Regions from separate parts of the Anser cygnoides genome. Here region 2 is linked to region 1. Evidence: chromatin contacts called from public Hi-C data. All regions are on one chromosome and are shown on one strand. Each heading gives the region's core, a stretch centred on a gene start, on an enhancer-like site or on the middle of the called end of the contact. The rest is flanking DNA. Distances are from core to core; before and after follow the strand shown.

Evidence for each region. Hi-C and Micro-C count contacts between places; a contact is called where the count stands out from the background.
Region 2: a Hi-C map of fetal liver shows a contact between it and region 1, with 2.2 times the contacts expected there. The contact joins two enhancer-like sites. A contact is called at or near these places in 4 of 7 Hi-C or Micro-C datasets (fetal liver, granulosa cells and liver).

What each region holds. Positions count from the first base shown.
Region 1 is chr4:6,343,599-6,347,214 of Taihu_goose_T2T_genome, forward strand. POLR1A (RNA polymerase I subunit A) reads left to right here. Exons shown (of 34, transcript XM_048047789.2): 29 at 312-425; 30 at 1,305-1,589; 31 at 1,998-2,198; 32 at 2,970-3,087. Among named protein-coding and RNA genes, the nearest start is that of POLR1A, 28 kb to the left of the region's middle. Within about 2 kb of position 1,648, at least 2 of the 3 cell types and tissues checked have open chromatin away from gene starts, as enhancers often do. A contact at or near this core is called in fetal liver, where this site is marked.
Region 2 is chr4:6,407,488-6,410,771 of Taihu_goose_T2T_genome, forward strand. It overlaps ST3GAL5 (ST3 beta-galactoside alpha-2,3-sialyltransferase 5), which reads left to right. Exons shown (of 7, transcript XM_066995575.1): 6 at 1,806-1,964; 7 at 3,239-3,284. Among named protein-coding and RNA genes, the nearest start is that of ST3GAL5, 22 kb to the left of the region's middle. Within about 2 kb of position 1,529, at least 1 of the 3 cell types and tissues checked has open chromatin away from gene starts, as enhancers often do. A contact at or near this core is called in fetal liver, where this site is marked.

The sequences.
Region 1 (3,616 bases), core at 398-2,897:
AAAGCTTTTGCATGTTCCTTCTGCCACCCTTTTCCCAATATGGACTGTCATATAAGCAGAGCAATAGCTTATATATTTTGTAGAAATTCTGGTTTAACATGACAGCTATCACTAATACGAGGTTTTTTGTTTGTTTTTTACAGTAGTGTTATTTTAGAAATTAGTTTGTTCTTAAAGGTAGAACAGGGGATGTCTGCCATAAAGATGGACAGGGGATTTTTAAATTACGAATGTTTGCCTAAAGCCTTTGGATACAGTTCATGCTTTACCGCAGAGTCAGCCTGATTGTCTCATCTGTTATGGATTTCTAGGCACAAAATAGTCAGGAAGCTCCCGAAGAGGAAGAGAAGATTGTTGATGCAGAAGCTGATGAAGGGGATGGTGATGCTACAGAAGCAAAACGGAGGAAGAACCAGGAAGAAGAGGTAATGATTTCATAGGTGCTCAGTACTGCACTTGAATTCTGTTTCCACTGTTTTGGTCTGAGTTTGAGAAGGATAATGTCTATAGAAGCTAAACGCCAGCAAGAAAGCCAATAATAATAAAGTAAAAGGCTTAGGGAAGTCATTGGTTTGTGCTGATCAGTTTTAATTTGGATGGGGGGAGAAATCTGTAGCAGGAAATGTGGGCTGAGACTTCTGGTGATGTGCTTATTATGGTTGGGCCTGGTCCCTGTAGTTCTTTAAGAACTCTTATTTTACTAATTACTCTTTTAAGAGCAGTAAAGAACTGTGCAAGTTAGAGATGGAAGAGATCTTTCAGATTTTATTCAAAGCCCCCTTCTTCAGCTATTGGATAGATGCGTCAGGTTGTCTGTGCTGTAGTTCAACTTAACCTTATGTCTTGCTATTTTCACGTCATTAGTTGTGTTTAAAACTACAGTGTAGTTGTTATAAATATTCTGGCTGTGAGTGTTCATTCCATGCTTACTACTTCATAATTATTGTACAAAGAATGGTCAGCTGCAGTTTCAGCAAGAGTAAAATCCTGAGGGACTCCAATCATCAAAGCTAGATTATGGGAAGAGCCTTTTGGGGCTTAAAAAAATAAATAATAATAATAATTCTGCCACAGTGGCAATAAGCTATAGCATCCACGATTGCATCGAGAAATAACAGCAAGAGAAATAGAGACTGAACTGAATCCTGCTGTATTCTCTTTGTAACAGGATGACATTTTCATTGTGTCATAGGCAAGGTACTTGCAACTCATCTGTCAAGAATATTCATGAATAAAACTGCTTCATAGTGTGTTTGTTTCTGCATGTGCTCTGGCCTACGTAATTACATCATTGTTTCTTTTAGGTTGATTATGAGAGTGAGGAAGAGAATGCGGAAGAAAACGTTGCTGAGAATCCAGAAGATGAAGAGGTTGAATCAGACAAAGAAGAGAGGGCTCAAGGTGCTGAGGAAGGAGATCAGAACGGAGCAGATGGTGATGATCCTCAACATCTTTCCTTTACGTCTCAGACTAAAAAAGAGAGAAATCTATTACTCAAGTCAGCGGAGATGCGAATAAATGCTGTTCTGAACAGTCACCCGTCAATTCAGGATTACACGTTTGACACTGAAAACGAACTTTGGTGTGAGGTAAGCTGGTGGTGCCTGGAAGCAGCTGTGTGTGGTTGCACAACAGTTGCACGTAGCCCTTGTAACAGGGCTCTCTTCAGTGGAGTGCTGCTGTTTTGTCTCATCAGCAGTCCCCTATTAGTACAGAGGAGTGGAAGTGCGTGCCTCAGCACAAATGTTCTTCTTGACGCAATTATTTACAGCTGACTTTCAAAACCCCAATGAAACTTTTTTAAAAGACAATTGACATGTTTGTTTATAAATAAATATATTTATGACTATAATTCTAGTCAGACATTTACGTTCCTAAAACACACAATTAGGATAATCCTATTTGTCTGCTTTTTGCCTAAGAAGAAGTAGGTTATTGAGCCTAATGCTCAAGCGTTTTTACAGAAAAACACCACTTTTGTTTTTTTCTCTTTTTAGGTTTCCTTGACACTTCCATTGATGAAGGCGTACTTCGATCTCTCCTCTTTGCTTCTCTCTCTGACACGAAACACGGTCATCCATGAAGTGAAGGGGATCACCCGGTGCTTGTTGAATGAAAGTACCAATAAGCAAGGAGAGAAGGAACTCATTCTGCATACTGAAGGGATAAATCTTGCAGAGCTGTTCAGATACTCTGATGTACGTAGTCTATTTATAATCCTGAACTGGAGTGATCTTCTGTGCTCTACGGAGAGGGGGTGGATGATAGGTGTTAGCAGGGTTGACGTGTAGCCTTTTCAGCTCTTAGGCTTCCTTCCTTCTCCTTTTTTCCCCCAGCTGCGTTCAGAGTTCAGTGAAGCCTTTTCTCAAGGGTAAATTGCAAATTGTTTTTTTGTGCAGCAGCCCAGTATCTAATGACAGATAATTCCACACTATGCTTGTAACTGTCTCTATAAATGTTACTTGAGGGAATTCTTCCATCTAAATGAATTGCAGTACTTGGAGATGAATAGTTCTGTTATGCCATCTAGCCCATAACTCTACAAATAGAGGATTGTTTTATGCTACATATTTTCTACTGCTTTTGTTAAGAGTTCTGGTTGGTTGAGACAGACTGGGCATTACATTTCTTGGAAGACTTCAACATGTCCTTCTGCTGCTAGGAATGGTTAGTTGGTTTGTTTGTTTTCTAAACTCAGGTCAGTTATTTCTGTGCTGAATTTTGATTCCGACCTGTGTATAAACCACAATGATCACTTGCCTAAACATAAATCTCCAGTGTCATTTTTGTCTGTATTTGGCTCTGAGCTACTGTCTTGTTTTTGTGCAACTTTTGGTGGTGTTTAAGCTAATGAAAGGTGGAGGGAAAAAAACTACGTTAGCTTGCTTAGCTTAGCTTAAGCTACTTGGAAAAAATAGAGTAGTTACTGTGCTAGTTTATATCTGTGTTTTGTTTTTTTTGTCTTTCAGATTTTGGACCTGAACAGGCTTTATTCCAATGATATTCATGCCATGGCTAAGCATTACGGTATTGAGTCTGCCCTGAGGGTCCTTATAAAGGAAATAAAAGATGTGTTTGCTGTATATGGTAGGTTTTGTTTGCATCTTTGAAGATGGCCTTTATTATAATTGCCACATTGCTCACAGTTATGTCTCTTCATTTTTTCATCATTCTGATGATTATAGTGCCTTCTGTGAAGAATTCATTATTCAAGTTCTGTTTAATCTGTAGAAAATGCCCTAGACAAGGTTTTTTTTCCATGCATCACAGATTTTTTTCTATTCCATTACTGTGCAAGCTGGAAAGTCCAGAGGAATTAATTATTAACATCTGAGGAACCTTAACTATGTTAGACCAGTGCATAGTGGCCCTGAGAATAGGATTAATCTTGTCTCATTCTAGCTTTTTTAACGATAAGAGTCTAGGGTCCTTTTATAGTTAAATGTATGTAATTCCTAAAATGATAGAAGCTGCATTGATACTGCATTGTCTGAGGGTTTGTCCCTCTGCACTACTGAGAGTCCCAGTTCAGGGAGGATGCCTGGCTTGTTAGGCTGCTAAAGCTTGGCGTGTTGCATTTGCCTTAAGTGAGCTAAGTCACGCTATGAATTAAACT
Region 2 (3,284 bases), core at 279-2,778, 64 kb after region 1:
GCATAACAGTTTAGGTACTCCAAGTTCCCTTTTTAATTCTGTGATTTATTTTTTTTATGACATGAAGGCATATGGAAGGCCTGTTTAATATTGGCTATGACTATCTACTACTGCTTTAGTCCAGGGATATTGCCTTGTTTTGAATAACCAGGGTATGTTTTTTATAGAGGAGATATTCCTGAGTGCAAATTTAAGAGCTGCTGCTGTCTAATGATTTTTTTTTACCAGGGACAAGACAATGTTGGTCTGCCCTGTTGGTCCTGCAGGAGCGTGGTAATTTTGCCAACCAGCAACTTTCTGACTTAAGTTGAATCCCTCTCTTGTTGTACAAGCTGTCTGGCTATTTCATGTTTGAAAGATTTGTTTTTCAAGAATGACTAGTACGAGGACACCTTTTTGAATTAAAATCTATTTTTTGGGGAATGAAAGTATGGTTGCTTTTTGGCATCTACAACATCCTCTGTCAGTGAGTTCAAGTATATGTTTTATGAAAGAGGTACCTTTTATTGAGTTGCCTGTCTTAGGAGCAGAACTGGGTTCATATGCATCAATGTTATGTAAATACCCAATTGAAGAGGAGAATAAAAAACCCAGGGCTATCCCCGTACCAGGTCTTCTGGTGTCTGGTCCCAGTCTCCTTGTCCTGCTCTGTTAGGCTTGTCATCCTGCTCTTTTTCCAAGCTCTTTCCTTGTTACTGTTCACATGCTGTAGATGACTAAACACGATGTTTGTATTTGTGCTGAAAAGGAGCATAAGGAAATGGGATTGCTGGGGTTGCTGCAAAGCAACTTAAATTAACCAGAATTCAAGACCAGACTGCCATGTCTCTGCTCTGTCCCCATCAGTGTCTGTCCATTCCCACCTTTTTCCTTGTTCTGGTGTTTTTGCTGTTACAGAGAGCCAGTTTTGGGAACTGCTCTGGAAGCTGAATGTTTTTACTTATTGTTTCAAATATTAGGCTTTCAGTTGGATCAGCTTCCTGTGCAGGCACTGGTACTTTACTGAAGCGTTCAGAGCACAGGTAGAAAGATGGGACCACAGCAAAATACGTATTTTTTTTTTTTTTACCTACTACATCAGTTTAAGCTGTTGTGGAGTTGTACCTTGGAGCAGGAAAAAAGCCTGTTTATAAAACACAGACCTGTGTTGGAGCTATGTCAGTTTTTATCATATGTGTAGTGTTACATGTTATGTGGAGAGATCTGTAAAACGAGCCTGATCTAGGTGTGTGTGTTTTTTTTCATTCGTATGCATCTAATTGACTGCACATGGCATGAGATCAGAGACTAGTTTGCTGAGTCTAGTGTAAATCCTCTTCTGAAGTGGTACATTTATCACTAGGTGGATGTTGTCAAACAACAGCTGTTCACTTCAAAGCCCGAGCAGTTGTTTTAAGTCCAGCGCTCGCTTCAGAACGACCTGGTTAATGTTTGTGGAAAACTGATTCCCTTTCCCATTTCTTCAAATACTGCTGCTGCTCGGTTGTGCTGGGGAGGGTCCAGAGAACCTGGAGGAGCTGGTGGATATGTTGACTGACTAAACACCAAGCTCAGTCAAATATTCAGAATAAGCAAACTTTCCCCCTGCTACCCTCTGCAATTCCAAATACTTTGAAGGTTTTTCCTCTTCTAAGCCAATCGCTCGAACAGTATGCTGGTATTTCTGAACGAAATCAGCTCTAAGCTGTTTCCTGAGTTTCTCAGTATCAGTGGTGAATTCTGTAACTCATGCCCCATGTCTGCTGTACACTTCATGGTGTCAGAGTTTCCGTTTGGTGAACTATTTTTTTTTTTCTTTCTCTTAGTCTCTGTGGATACGACTTTTCTTTTGGAAGGAGGTTGCTAAGAAAATTCCTTTTACATCAAAACAGTTTCGGATTCTGAATCCAGTCATCGTTAAAGAGACAGCTCTGGACATTTTACAGTTCCCCAAACCTCGATCAATATTCTGGGGTTGGGATAAGGTAAGAAGTTTCATTTTAGGAGAGAAACTGTATGAAAGAATAAAATAAGAAACTGAAAAAAGGTTTTGGTGGTTCTTTCAGTATAGTTCTGTGGGATGTCAGCTGGTCTGAAGTAATGGGAAATTAACTGTCTCTCAGAAGACTTGCATTTTCTCTATTTGTGTAAAATCAAATCAGGATTTCAGTTCACCTTTTTCAGATGAGGCGTTATGCCTGTGCACACTGACATGAGGTGGCCTGCTTTACAGAGCATCCGGATGCAGCAAGGCACAAATTCACTCCAGTAGGGTGTTCACTCACACATCATTTTGATCAGTGTTAAATATTCAAAACAGACATCTAATTGACTGGTGTGTTAAGAGCAGCCCTGTTAAGTCAATCCAGAGATTCCCTACAGACAGATCTGTCTCCAGCAGTGGGGAAAGGATGAGAAGCGTAAAGCAGGCTTCCCTCTGGCAGGTACTTCTGACTGTGGGAATTGCTGCGTACGCCCTAGTGCTCAGCAGTACTGCAGTGAACTACTGCTATATCCTCCTGCTGTGTCCTCAGCTTTGGCAGTGGGATGGAGTGATGAATTGCCTGATTTAATTAAGCACTGCATTTTTGTTAAATTTCAACTATTTGACAAATTGGGCATCCGTAGTTCTCTTGAGCTATGAGAAGTACTGAACAGCAGTAGCCTTTTTACTTTGTGGGAAGGCTGTTAATGGTAACATGCTGCACAAATGTTCTGAAGGATTTTCACATCTTGGAATGTTTATTTATAAATAATGTAATATACTAAGCTGTTTATCTTCTACGTGTATCGGAGTATACTCACCTTCAGAGGCTGTTCAGTGAAAAGTAGTTTCCTGAAGAATACTGCCGGAGTGCTTGTTGTCCAAGACTGAAGCAAGCACGTATCGAGCAATGCCAAGTTGTAACTGCCTGTCAGTTTGAGTGTTTGGAGTGAGAGTTTACTTGCTGTTAAATTGCCTAGTAATAGGGTGTCTTGCCTTCAGTTCACAGAAAAAAGTGTAGCATCGAAAGCCAAAATTACTGCTAAAGGCAAATACTCAAGTTGTATCGATATTTGGCCCTGAAATGTTTAGTTTCACTTGATCTTTACTTGATTTTTTTAATTTTAACTGATTATTATTTTAATTGATATTAATTTTTAAATGAGTAGAGGGAGTAGTCAAATTATTCAATACTGTAAAGTGTTATAAAACTGGTAAAGGAGAATATGTGAAGCCATTTGAATTCAACATTTTTTTTTCCTCCCTGCTTTTTAGAATGTACCCACAATTGGGGTCATGGCGGTTATTTTAGCGACGCATT